Regions from separate parts of the Sus scrofa genome. Here regions 2 and 3 are each linked to region 1. A link is a contact called in public HiChIP or PLAC-seq data. All regions are on one chromosome and are shown on one strand. The core of a region is the stretch at or near the end of the contact, and the rest is flanking DNA. Distances in the headings are between cores, read along the strand shown. Region 1 holds the start of BCL7C (B-cell CLL/lymphoma 7 protein family member C). Region 2 holds the start of KAT8 (lysine acetyltransferase 8). Region 3 holds the start of ZNF689 (zinc finger protein 689).

Region 1 (4,298 bases), core at 1,690-4,189:
ATCTTTTTTTTGGGGGGGGGCATGCCTGGCATGTTGAAGTTCGCTCCCACTCAGGGATCGAACCCATGCCACAGCGACCCAAGCTGCTGCAATGACAACACTGGATTCTCGACCTGCTGCGCCACAAGGGAACTCCCTGAGTTCGAATCTTGACCTCGAGCAAGTGACTTAATTTCTCTAACCCTGTTTTCCCATCTGTCAAGTGGGGATAATTATAGTAATTACCACATCAGATGGTGTATGAATCAAAGGAGGTAACACAGGCAAAACCGTTAACACGGTTTTAATGCGGTGAGTGCTCGAGAAATGCCAATTATGGTTTTTTATATCAGTAAAGGTACACGAGCGTGTGCTACGATCCAGACACAGAACGGAGGCCTAAGTCCTGGTGTTCTTGGAAAGGAACAGTGAGGTCAGCAGGGGACGGTTCGGGAAGGGCCCAGAGTGCCAAGCTGAGGGGTCAAAGGTCAGAGGGAGCCATCGAAGGTTCTGAAGCTGGAAAATGACCCCATCAAACGCATGCTCTGGTAGCTGTGTGGGTGCAGCTGGAGGGGAACAGACCCATGAGGAGGCCGGAGCCGGGTGTGGGTTAGAGAGACGACAGGGCCTGGGCAGGCAGAGGAAGGCAGACAGACACATTGAGAGATGGATCTGATCAGACAGGGGACTGACTTTACGGGAAGAAAGAGGAGCTGATGAAGACTCAGGCCCAAGATCCTGGCTCGCTGGCTGGGTGAACTTGGGCAGCTTCTCTGGGTTTCGGGTATATCATCTCTCAATGGAGATCGTAGCCCTCATAGGGCTGCAGTGGGGATGAAATGAGATAAAACATGGAAAGAGCTTAGCGGGGTGTCGGGCACGCAGAAAGAGCTCAGTAAGTATTAGCTGTAACTATCACCGACTGTTAATCAGTCTTTTGATTATTACCTATTCCTCAACAAATATTTCTTGAGCACCTGCTAGGTGGTCCGCAGTGTTCCGAGGATACAGCCGAGAACAGGATCAAGATGGGCCCAACCTTCAGGAAGCGGACAGGAGGTGGGAATGGGGAAGAAAGATATTTAACTACTCAAAAGCTAAATTTACATGAAAATCTGTGATAAGTTATCTACAGACCCAAAGAAGCCAGAGGAAGGCCAAAGGCCCTAGAGGAAAGGCAGTCACTTTCCACAGGACTCAGGGATGGTCTCCAGAAGACTCGACACAGGAGGGGGACCAGACAGAGGACAAGTGGGGGGCTGCAACCTTGGAGAGGACAAGACACAGAGGAGAAGGTTCCTGGGAGGCACCTGGTCCTACCTCTCTCCTGGCCCAGCTGTGGGGGCTGAGCATCCTCAGGGACCCCTTCCGGTGGTCCAGCAGGTGACACAGGGCGGCTGGGCTGGGGGGTGCCCCCAGGGCTGGGCTCCGTGCCCTTTTGCAGGGAGCCTTCTGAATGGAAGCTCTGGTTACTGTTCTCATCTGTGGGAGCAAGAGCAGAAAGGGTTGGGTCTGAGGCGCCCAATCCCCTCCTTCATTCCCCACCGCTGCCCCAAAGCCCAGCCAGCATCCCCGACATACCGTTGAGATCGAGCAGGATGAGAGGGCCCCCCCCTCGGGGACTGGCGCCCCTGCCCCTCCGCTCGCGGCCTCGGGATCGCTCTGCGCCGCCACCTGCCCTCCGACGCTCCTGGGGGTTAGAGGACGAAGGGTTACAGTCAGCTTTCTAGTTAGTGCTTGCAAAGCCCCCACTGAACAAATAACGACATTGAGGCACAGAGAAGCAGAAGGCCCTCCGTGAGCGACAGGTTGTGCGCCACGGCGGCGGCGGCGGCGGCGTTAGGCCGTGAACTCAGGGGGTCTGGTGGCGGGGGAGGGGAAAGAGGCGGAGTTGCTAATAATTGTTAACATCTGTTCCCGAGGCTGCATGTAAGGTCTAAGTGGGGACTGGAGGTGGAGGCCAGCCGCCGGGAGGGGCTTGCCCGAGGTGGCCCAGATGCAGGGCCTGGTGTGGGGGAGCTTGCTCACCTCTTCCTGGGGGTCCACCACTGGCACCCACTTGAAGATACGCAGGGAAGTGTCACCCACAGTCACCCAGCGCTTCTCCCTGTGGGACGGTGGAGGGACGGGGTCAGAGAGGCCTGAGGAGAGAGCCAGCCCAGGAGCTGGATGTATCTGGGGATACGTGTGGAGGTGGGGGTGGTGCGCAAAAGAAGCGGCAGCGTGGCTAATGGGACTTGGAGGGAGAAGCCCGGCAGACCTCAGGGCATAGGTGGGGGGCGGGAGAAAGAGAGAGAGGGAGAGAAAAAAAAATAGGCTGGGGTCACGACGCGGCAGACCCCTGGGGTATACATGGAGAGCGCGACTATAGGCCTGGGACCACAGCCTCGAAGATCCCGGGGCACACTTGCGGGAGGAGTGTCAAAGCTTTAGGGGGCGGGGCATAAAGGGGGGGTTCCAGCTCTGGGAGGGCAGGGCTGGGGAACACGCTTTGTAGACCCCAGGGTGTAGCCAGGAGAAGAGAGATAGAGCCCTGCAGATCCAGGACGCAGCTGGGGGCGGCGGGGGAGAGGGGCACACCTAACACCTGGGGGCCACAGGTGGCGGAGGGGGTGTGGACGTGTCGGGGGAGGAATGGCCCGCCGTGGCCCGTCCCTGGCCCCCGGGGCAGCGCTCACCATCTCCGGACCTTCTCGATGGTCGCCATCACCTTCTTGATGTCATCCTTGGCCCGGCTCCGGGTCTCGGCCCGCACGGTCCGGCCGGCCATGCTGGCGGGGCTGGGGCCGAGGCCGAGCCCGCGGCTGGGCCGCCTCCCGTCCGGCGGGCTCAGGCTCGGCGCCAGGCCGGGGCGCCGCTCTCTCGGCCTGTCGCCCCTCCGGGAGTTGGCCGCGCCCTCCCTCGCTCCCCAACGCCTCCGCGAGTCCCCGCCCCGCTTCCTGCCGCCGCGCCCCGCCCCGGCCCGTCCCCGGAGCCGCCCGGCGGCGCGGGCGGCCAGAGCCCAGGCCTGGAAGCCGGCCGGCCCCGCCCCGACCGGGCCCGCCGCCTCCGCCTCGAGGCGCCCGGACGCGCAGCGCCCCCTGCCCGCGGCCGAGAGGGAGGTTGGGGCAGCTCGGCGACTGGACGCGCGCGGCGGGGCTGCGGCCGTGCGTTCAGACCACGTGGGCGCCAGGGGGCGCGAGAGGATCTGTGTCCCGGGTGCGACCGCTGCGCGTGGGTGGACCCTGGAACGGTGTGTGTGTTTGTGTGTGTGTGTTTGCGTGTGTGTGTGTCCCTTGCTCGGCTGCCTGGTTCTACGCTGCAACTATCTCTTCATCCATTCATTCTACAGGCTATTAACTGAGGGCCAGTTACGTGCCAGACACTGTAAATGTACTGAGTGCCTCTTCCACCCTCCAGAATGGCTCAGATGAGACCTTGCCAAGTGGAGGCGAAGTAGAGCAACTGGACCTCTCATATTTCTGGGGGAGTGTAAATTGATAGAGACACTTTGGAAAGCTGGCGCTTTTCTAGTGAAACCGAACGTACACCAACCCTGTGACCCAGCAGTTCCGCTCCTGGATGGTTAACACCCATCAGAAATGCGTGGGTAGGAGCCCCAAGGGACCTGTACTGGAATGTCCATAGCTCTGTTCCTAAGCGCCTCAGGCTAGAAACAACCCATCCACAGGGCCATGGAAAATAAATTGTAGCCTGTTCACACCATGGACGACAGGGCAAGGAGAGTGATGTCCTGCTACACACAACATGGGGACGTCTCGTGAAAGAGGTCAGAGAAGCAATACGCCCTGTGATCCCATTCAGAGAAAGTTCTGGACAAAACCAATAAATGGTGCGAAACACCGGGGAGAGTGGTCACCCTGGGGACTGGGAGGGGCTAAGAGGGGCCTCTGGGAACTGGTCAGATTCCGTTTCTTAATCTGGTGCTGGTTCCCACGGCATATTTACTCTTGGAAAATTCGCGGAGCTGTACATATAGGATGTGTGTACTTTACCCTGTGTCTATAGCACGTCAATGAAAAGCTTACTTAAAATACATGTGTCTTGGTTGATTTTGTTTGAGGCTGTGTTTGCCAGCAGGTATGACATTCTAAATTTGTGTTGCTGTGTGTGAATGTGTCAAGGGTGTGGCTCTCGGGTCTGTGTGTTTTGGTGTGACTATGTTCAGAGGTGGTTATGACATCATTTCTGGGCCAAATCGCTGGGGTAAAATCCCAGCTCTGCTTGTCCAGTGACCTCAAACAAGTCACTTATCACTATTTTCTCAGCTGTAACATGGGAATGAGTTAATATACATGTAACTCTTAGAACAGCATCTT
Region 2 (4,283 bases), core at 650-3,149, 170 kb after region 1:
GACACTTGCTGAGAATCCCCGAGCAGGGGGCGGCAAGGCTGGAGAGGTAGGTGGCATCAAGGTGAAGGGCCCTTACAGCCGAGAAACATGGGTTTTATTCCTGCACACAGCAGGGATCCATGGAAAGGCTTTAAGCTAGAAAGGGATGTTTCGGCTTGGATTCCCTAGAAATGCATCTGAAAGGGATTTGATGAGAAAGTGCTCCCACAAGGGAGTAGGGGAGGCAGAAGAGGGAAGGGCAGGAGGCCAGGCAAAAGAACTAAAGCTCTACAGGCACCGATGAACTCCTCCCTTGAAGGATCATTGGTTTAACGTCCATTTGAGTGGGAGCTGAGGAGGTAGTTAACTTGCAGGCTGAGAACTTTACATTTTCAGCTCTTTTGAGGCAAAACACCTTTATTAGCCTGAGGGGCAGTTCGCCAAAGAAGCCTCAGGTGCTGGCTTTTGAAAGCCGGTCAAAGGTAGTAGGAGAACAAAGGAGCAATAACAAAAGGTTCTTAGGGACCTGGGTGAATCATCTATAGAGTTCTAGGGGGATGGGGAGTGGGAAAAGGTACTACAATTTTAACCTTTTTCTTGCCTTGTCTTGTTTCATATGCTGCTGGCATTTAATGCTCCCCTCAAACCTCTTTATTTCCCAAAAGCCAAGTTACCAGCACTTCCCACTGCCATCCCTCACAAAGACTTGCGTGTTTCCTGATCTGTAACCTCAGACTTAGACCTTAAGCATTCCACTTCTCTTAGAATTGTTTTAAGCCCAATAACCAAGTTATAAGTCAAAGATGACTCACAGTGGCCAAAGGGAGGGTTTAATTGAGCACGTACTCTGCCTGGCATTGCTCAATATACTTGTTTTATATTCATGGGATATATCTATATATATCTATATGGTTCAACCTTTATAGAGATACTTGACTTATAGTTTCATCTTTGACTATGCTCTTGGAACAAACACATTTCTACACCTTCCCGAGTTGGGTCAGAACCCAGGATTCCTAATTCACTCAGTCCAAGACGCTCTCCATTATGTCCACTGCCTTTGGCCAGTTTCTGTTTAGGGGACCTGACCCTTTCTTTACAAAGGCTTGATACTGTGAGAGTGGTTTACTAGCTGTCCCAGGATACACCGTTCTGCTTCCCCCACCCCAACTGTCTCCTTTTCCCATCCTAAACAAAGAAGGAAGGTTCTTCAATCTTCAAAAACGGGATGACCTGTATGTGGCTGGCGGAAGGGGGGGGGTGGGTGTTAGTTCCAGGCTCACCTCTAAAGCCAGACAGCCAGGGAGGCTGCTCTGGCTCCGCCCTGGTAAAGTGGAGGCAGTGCTCCCTGATAATTGGCATATCCTGGCTTTCTCAGGCACCAGGGCCTTTTAAAAGATCGATCTGAGGAGTTCCCGTCGTGGCGCAGTGGTTAACGAATCCATGAGGTTGCGGGTTCGGTCCCTGCCCTTGCTCAGTGGGTTACCGATCCGGTGTTGCCATGAGCTGTGGTGTAGGTTGCAGACGCGGCTTGGATCCAGCGTTGCTGTGGCTCTGGCGTAGGCCGGCAGCTACAGCTCCGATTCGACCCCTAGCCTGGGGACCTCCATATGCCGCGGGAGCGGCCCAATAAATAGCAAAAAAAGACAAAAAATATATATATATCGATCTGAGACATCACATCCGGAAAGCCTTTCTCCGCTCTCCAACTCCAGGGTGCAGCCACAGTTCCAAACGTCAGCCAAGTAACTCCAGAGCAACCGGCACTGTCAACGTCAATCTGGTCCGGCGCCGCGGAGACAGCCGCACTAGCCAATGAGCGCCTGCTACGTCACAGACCCCACCCTCCAGCCTACTGCGGCCTCCGCTACACGTCGCTGACCCGGAACTAAAGGCGCTGTGCGGCGCCGGATTCTGGCGTCACTTCCACTACAGCGATGGCGGCACAGGGAGCAGCTGCAGCCGTTGCGGCGGCGACTTCAGGGGTCGCGGGGGAGGGCGACCCCGGGCCTGGGGAGAATGCGGCGGTCGAGGGGACCGCCCCGTCCCCAGGCCGCGTCTCTCCGCCAACCCCGGCGCGGGGAGAGCCGGAAGTCACCGTGGAAATTGGAGAAACGTACCTGTGCCGGCGACCGGATAGCACCTGGCGTGAGGGCGGGGCCCAGGGCCAGGGGGCGGGGTTTATGGCCGGGGCGGGGCCTGAGCAGGGAGAACGCGGAGTTTCGGGCTCGCCCCGGCGCCGCCTGCAAACCCCACCTATCGGGTGTTAGCCAGATTCTTCCTGCTGTGTATAGAGCTCCCGCTCCACTTCCTTGCCCAGTCTTAGTCTTCATTCTCTTGTTAACCCGTTTCCTCACTGGTCGCCCTTGACCCTGTGACTTCCCCTTGCATCCGTCCCCGACAGCTGCCAGCGGAGAGGAGCTCCCAGAACACAGAAACGAACTTCCCCTTTTCTTCTATTATTTTGAGTCATTTCCATATTAACCCCAGAATTCCTTAGAATGGCTTTCATCTTTGTGACCTGTCTGGTTTTAGCAGCCCTAGTAAGGGCCGTTGCCAGACCAGACCACGCTGTCCACTCTTCAGACCACTTATGCCCTGTGCTTGGAATGCCCTACCCTTTTCCTTGTTTAGCCGGCTAGCCCCACTCATCCTTTTAGCATCATATCCCTCGTGATGCCATTCTTGACTCCCTTCAGGCAAAGTGAGTCGTTCCTTTGTGTGTTCCTGCAACATTTTCTACATACCTGAACCATGGTATATGTACCATTATGTTGTCTTTGTCTTCCTCTATCAAAGTGGGAACTTCTGGAGGGCAGGTCCATCCTGTGATCCATCACTGTATCCTCTGTACCCAGCAGCAACCCAGCCCAGGATCAGACAAGCAGGGGTTGCCTTACTCATTTCTTTAATGGTCTGCTATTTGTCAGATGCTATACTGAAAGCTTCAGAGCCATTAACTCACCATTTGAGGCGGACACAGCTGTCGTTATTTTGCAGATGAAGAAGCTGAGGCTCAGAAGGCCAAAATAACTTGTTCAGTTAAATACAGCTAGGAAGTGGGGCTGTGTTATTTCACAGCTAGTCCTCAGGACCCCTGAACAAACAAACCACTGAGTATTGAATTTGGAGCCAGACTTAAATTCAGATAAGTATTAGCTCTTACCATTATTCAAATAGGTGAGCCTGGGTAAGCCTCAGTTTCCTTATCTCTAAAATAAGAATAACAGCCCCCGTCTGGCCCACCTCAGACAGTGATTGAAGGGAGTGGCAGATGTGAACAGGTGAGGTCAGCTTACAGTTGGCCTTGGAACCTGGGAAACTGCTCCTCAGTGTGAAAGAGCATCCTTTTTTTTGGCCGCCCTGTGGCGTATGGAGTTCCAGGGATCAGATCGGAGCCACGATTGCAACCTACACTGGATCCTTAACCCATCGTGCCGGAGCAGGGATTAAACCTACATCCTAGTGCTCCCTAAACACTGCCGATCCTGTTGTGCCACAGTGGGAACTCCTGAAGGAGCACTCTTGCCCCAGTCCTGCTGTCTTACTTGATGCTCTTTTCTCCCTCCACAGATTCTGCTGAAGTGATCCAGTCTCGAGTGAACGATCAGGAGGGCCGAGAGGAATTCTATGTACACTATGTGGGCTGTGAGTGACTTGGGGTAGCCCCGGTCTGGGTGGGGTGGATGGGGGTGGAAGGGCAGCCCCCTCATGGCCCGTCCTCACAGTTAACCGGCGACTGGACGAATGGGTAGACAAGAACCGGCTGGCACTGACCAAGACAGTGAAGGATGCCGTGCAGAAGAACTCGGAGAAGTACCTGAGTGAGCTGGCTGAGCAGCCCGAGCGCAAGATCACTCGCAACCAAAAGCGCAAGCACGATGAGATCAACCACGTGCAGAAGGTCCGAGCCCTCCTTTCCCCAGGCGGCTCGAGGCAGCTCAGCTGCCTCTGCAGACTCCCTGGGCTCCCAGTACCAGAACCACAGCAGCTCCCATTTCTTAACCCCCTACCGGGTGTCGGGGACTTTACCTACCTCTTCACAGATAAGAAAACTGAGGCTCAGAGATGGCAAGGGCTTGGCTACAGTCTCACAGCAACGAAATGGCCCAGCTGGGACTGGAACTCAGGCCTCTTGCACCAGTGGCCTCTTTTGCCTCCCTCTCGGCTGTGCCGCCTTGACAGATGGATGTGAGGTCCAAAGGGGAGGAAGAGAGTGAGTGATTTGGGGCACTTGCTATTGCCAGGCGCCATGCAGAGTGCGGTACCTGTACAAGCTAATCAGATCCTCCCTAACAGCGCAG
Region 3 (4,895 bases), core at 951-3,450, 220 kb before region 1:
ATGGAATCAGAAGCATCTCGGGAGCACTGGAACACAGGTTTGATCCCCTGCTGGGCACAGCAGGTTAAGGATCGGGCACTGCCTCAGCTGGGGTTTAGGTCGCAGCTGAGGTTGGGACCTGATGCCTGGCCCAGGGAACTCCATATGCCTCAGGGTGGCCAAAAAAAAGTTCCCGTTGTGGCGCAGCGCTAATGAACCCAACTAGTATCCATGAGGACGTGGGTCCGATCCCTGGCCTCGCTCAGTGGGTTAAGGATCTGGCGTTTCTATGGCTGTGGTGTAGGCCAGCAGCTACAGCTCCGATTAGACCCCTAGCCTGGGAACCTCCATATGCCTCGGATGCAGCCGTAAAAAGACAAAAAAAAAAAAAAGTTCCCCAAGTGACCTAGTTATAACCGACAGCAATTTGACAACCTGACTTGGTGAAAACTTAAAAGTTTTTAAGCAAGGAAATACCATGTCAGATTTGAATCTTAGAAAGACAGCCCCGCTCTTAGACAATCTGGCACAGAAGCTCCGGACAGTTGCAGCTGCCCCTGTGGGTGGATGTGGGGCTCTTCTACCTGCACGGCCTTTATCAGGGCCTTGCCTGATCCTGAGGAGAGCTGCAGATTCCTGCACTCATCAGGGTCATCCTGCCAGAAGGGCAAAAACAGGCCCTGCACCCCAGACCCCGTGCTACATAAGATCCCTTCAACCCAACCCCAGAAAACTCAAGAGGTGTAGTATCTTAGTCACAGCCTAGTTCAAAGCAGGCAGAAGGCAGAGTCCTAAAAGTAGGCAGAAGGATAGTAGCTCTTTCTCTTTTTTTATGGCCACATCTGCAGCATAAGGAAGTCCCCAGGCTAGGGGTCCAATTGGAGCTGCAGGCCATGGCCACAGCCACACCGGATCCCAACTGTATCTGCCAGCTATACATCATGGCTTAGCAGCAACACCAGATCCTTAACCCCACTGAACAAGGCCAGGGATCGAACTGGAATCCTTGGGGGGTACTGGTTGGGTTCTTAACTTGCTGAGCCACAACAGAGAACTCCAGTAGCTCTTTTTTTAAAAAAAAAAAAAAAAAAAAAGCTCAGGGATCCACTCACACAACAGACAACCGCAGGTGGTTAGTTTACAAACTGACAAGTGTATCGTTGGTGGAGGGAGGGACTCACCATCAATGAGACAAGAACCCCTAAGCTGTGAAAATGAACACAGTCAGTGGAGCATTACAGCATAGGTCATCGGTACCCCTGGCCACCAAAACACTGGACCAAGTCATTAGAGGCTGCAAACCCTCCACAGAGGCATCTTTCACTCACTTCTCTGGACTGTTACCCCCCTTGGGCACTCCTGTGGATCCAGGGCAGCCGGTTCCCAATCATCGGTATTTCGTTCCAACCAGGAGATGAGGGATGGTTTGGGACCTGCGCACCCTGGGGAAGGAGAACCAGTCAGAGGCCCAGATCGTCCACAACGCTGGGTAGATACATCTACCCGGTGCATCTCCTGCCAAGCCCCCGTCCTCCTCCCTTCACACAACCTGGTCGCAGGCCAGGACCTCGGACACTCTGGTCTCCCTGCCCTTCCCCCGCCCCCCATCTCCTCCATCCCTTCGGCCCCGCGGAAGCGGACTGGGCCGGGCCTCACCGAGCGAGCCCAGGTGGCCGTAGGTCTCCCGCATCACGTCCCGGTACAGGGCCCTCTGCGCGGGCCGCAGACACCCCCACTCCTCCGGGGAGAAGTACACGGCCACGTCCGCGAACTTCACCGCCCTTGGCCTCCTTCCCCTTCTCCGGCCGGGTCCGGCCTCTCCCGCTCCCCGCGCGGGGAGCGGAGCGGAAGGCCGCGCCATTGGGCCCGAGAAGCCGGCGCCACGACCGTCCCCGTCCCGGCCTCGGCCCCTGGGAGCTGGCTGGCCCCGAGGTTTGGGAGCCCCCGCCGGACCCGGGCGGAGCGTGCCCAGGGAGGCCCGGAGGGAACCGGAATCGGCCGCCTGCGGGGCTAACGGAAACCTTTCGCTGTTATTCAGGAAACTCCTGCCCGAACTTGGGTGAAAGGCACCGGAAGATGCCTTCGGGGAAAATGGCGGCGCCGCTACTGCACCGCCTTTGCCTGAAACACAGGCAGCTTCCAGCTATCGATTTTATTGACCGGAGCGCCATGCCGGCTTCCTAACCTCTTTGCCCTCAAGTGTGATGGCGCTGCGATTGGGCTTCACGCCCTTTTTCCCCCATTCCACGAGCTCATTGGGCGGCGACCGAAGATCGAGCATTCTGATTGGGTGATGCCAAAAGCGGCCTGTTTAAATGAAGCCAACGGAAACGTAAGGGCAGGGAGTTGGACTCGGCGTTAGGCGACTGCCGTGAGTCTGGAGGCGCCAAGGGCGACCCCACTTGGGATCTGTAAAGATCCCCCGATAAGCCGAGGTAGGGAAGGATTTGTGCGACGGAGCCACTCTGGCCAACCCGGGTCTGAGATTTCCCTGGTTTGCCTTATAGTGGCTTTCTCAGAGAAGCCTTCGAGGCAGATAGCGTGTAACTACCTTGTGGCCTTTTAGGGAGGAGAATTGGGCTCAAGTACCACGCCCAGCACATCACACATTTCGTCTTATTTATTTTTTGTTACCATTGTGTGAAGGGATGATTATCAACCTAGTTCTACTAACTAAGAAAATCTCAGAGGGGTCCTGCTAGTAAGGAAAGCGAGCAAAGATTTTGTCCATTGAAAAAAAACGCAGGACCTAAAAATTGCACGTTGGGGACTTTGCTGAGCACTGCAACCTCCCAGATAGCTCCGAGGAACTGCTCCAGAGAGGCAGGAGCCAGGATATATAGCAGTTTTTCCTGAAAAAAATAGAAGTTTTATTCTTTATAAAACTTCACACACACACACACACACACAGCCACGCGACATTTAGCCATCGATTTTGTTGAGGCCTGGTTATACATTGGCTAATGCAAGAGGCATTAATCTTATAAAACACAATACACAAGATATAAGTAATATAGATAATAACATTAATATGTTCATAGGAGTTCCTGCTATGGCACAGTGGGTTAAGAATCTCACTGCAGGAGTTCCCATCATGGCTCAGTGGTTAACGAATCTGACTGGGAACCCTGAGGTTGTGAGTTCGATCCCTGGCCTTGCTCAGTGGGTTAGGGATCCGGCATTTCCATGAGCTGTGGTGTAGGTTGCAGACACGGCTCGGATCCCCGCGTTGCTGTTGCTGGATTGGACCCCTAGCCTGGAACCTCCATATGCCGCAGGAGCGGCCCAAGAAATGGGAAAAAAAAAGACCAAAAAAAAAAGAATCATCACACTGCAGCTGCTCAAGTTGCTGCCCAGGTATGGGTTCAATCCCCAGTCAGATGCAGTGAATCCTGTGTGCGGCATAGGTCTCAGATGCAGCTTGGATTCAACTGCCAACCTGGAAACTTCCATATAACGCAGTTTTGTCTGTTTAAAAAAAAAAAAAGAAGCGTTCTCGTGGCTCAGCAGTGATGAACCTGACTAGTATCCATGAGGACTTGGGTTCGATCCCTGGCCTTGGTCAGTGGCTTAAGGATCTGGCGTTGCCATGAGCTGCATTGTAGGTCACAGATGTACTCGATCCCATGTTACTGGGGCTGTGGTGTAGGCCTGCAGCTGTAGCTCCAATTCGACCCCTAGCCTGGGAATCTCCATATGCCGCACCTGCAGCTGTAAAAAGAAAAAAACAAAACCCAAAGCAACCTGCAGTAAGCCTTCATTGAGTTCTACTCTGTCCAAGGATGGTGACTGTTACCTGAACAAATTACTGGGGAAGCACGTGGAATTCCATGATTGTCCCCCAAAAGGCAGAGTCCCTCCTCCTAATAGCTTTCCAGATCGCTAACTCAGTGGGACCAATGACTTTGGTCTATGAACAGGTAGGATGTAAGGAGAGCAGTGCTGTTCGATATACATTTGTTGACTAAACACCTGAATTCCATGGCTGTGAAATCTCGGGCACAAGGCAGAACTTCAGGAAAGTTCTAATGTAGTACAGGATACACTTAGGGTAACACTGGAGGACTGGAAGGGGAGGTTGGTGCAGGGCTTCATCCTGTACATCGGGGAGCTCTAGATCAGTCTAGAGAAACAAATGACCTTTCATTGATGTTTTAGTAAGACTGCGCCGGGAGTCTGCAAGATGAACTGATAGCTTTGTGCCTACTCTCTCTGCACACACATACTTCTGCTTGGAGAAATAAGAATGTAAACTTAGGCTGCAAAAGGAATAAAAAGGCAAATGAATAGCAAAAATTTCTTTTTGTTTGTTTGGGGTTTTTTTGTTTGTTTTGTCTTATTGGGGTTTTTTTTGTTGTGCCCACAGCATATGGAAGTTCCTAGGCCAGGGATCGAACCTGTGCCACAGCAGCAACCCAAGCCACTGCAGTGACAACATTGGATCCTTAACTCACTGTACCACAAGGGAACTCCTGTGAATCCATTTCATTTTGAAGGAAGAAATGGACTAAATAGAGGAGGCTAGAAAGGACCTAATCTTCGTGGACATTTTGCCCAATTGGTAATGATGCGCTGCCAACTGAACACGGAGAAGATGCTAACGTGGAAAAGGAAAGGAGATGATTAAAGCCTGAGCCGAGGAGTTCCTGATGTGGCGTGGCAGAAACAAAGCCAACTAGGAATCATGAGGTTGCAGATTCGATTGCTTGGTCTCGCTCAGGGCGCTAGGCCCCCTTCCAACATCCAGGAAGTGGGAATGCAGGCTGGACAGAATACTAATTGGGTTTGTTGTTTTTTTTTTGTTTTTTGTTTTTTTTTTTTTTGGTCTTTTTAGGGCTGCACCAGCGGCATATGGAGGTTTCCAGTCTAGGGGCTGAATCAGATCTACAGCTGCTGGCCTCACCACAGCTTCAGCA

The links. HiChIP or PLAC-seq counts read pairs in DNA pulled down with a chosen protein or histone mark.
Region 2: a contact with region 1 is called in an H3K27ac HiChIP or PLAC-seq map of alveolar macrophages. The contact joins the promoter of KAT8 here to the promoter of BCL7C in region 1. A contact is called at or near these places in 1 of 47 Hi-C or Micro-C datasets (skeletal muscle) and 1 of 2 datasets of contacts at active chromatin or transcription factors (alveolar macrophages).
Region 3: an H3K27ac HiChIP or PLAC-seq map of alveolar macrophages shows a contact between it and region 1. The contact joins the promoter of ZNF689 here to the promoter of BCL7C in region 1. A contact is called at or near these places in 1 of 47 Hi-C or Micro-C datasets (skeletal muscle) and 1 of 2 datasets of contacts at active chromatin or transcription factors (alveolar macrophages).

Annotation. Positions count from the first base shown.
Region 1 is chr3:17,546,187-17,550,484 of Sscrofa11.1, reverse strand. It overlaps BCL7C (B-cell CLL/lymphoma 7 protein family member C), which reads right to left and starts at 2,939. Exons shown (of 6, transcript XM_013995586.2): 1 at 2,658-2,939; 2 at 2,008-2,086; 3 at 1,561-1,669; 4 at 1,300-1,461. The coding sequence starts at 2,749.
Region 2 is chr3:17,370,726-17,375,008 of Sscrofa11.1, reverse strand. It overlaps KAT8 (lysine acetyltransferase 8), which reads left to right and starts at 1,899. Exons shown (of 11, transcript NM_001284366.1): 1 at 1,899-2,127; 2 at 3,553-3,627; 3 at 3,708-3,883. The coding sequence starts at 1,917.
Region 3 is chr3:17,764,045-17,768,939 of Sscrofa11.1, reverse strand. It overlaps ZNF689 (zinc finger protein 689), which reads right to left and starts at 2,200. Exons shown (of 3, transcript XM_021086420.1): 1 at 1,636-2,200; 2 at 1,308-1,421. The coding sequence starts at 1,840. It overlaps LOC110259905 (a long non-coding RNA gene), which reads right to left. Exons shown (of 2, transcript XR_002342364.1): 2 at 2,585-2,831. LOC110259906 (a long non-coding RNA gene) reads left to right here. Exons shown (of 4, transcript XR_002342366.1): 4 at 2,018-4,895.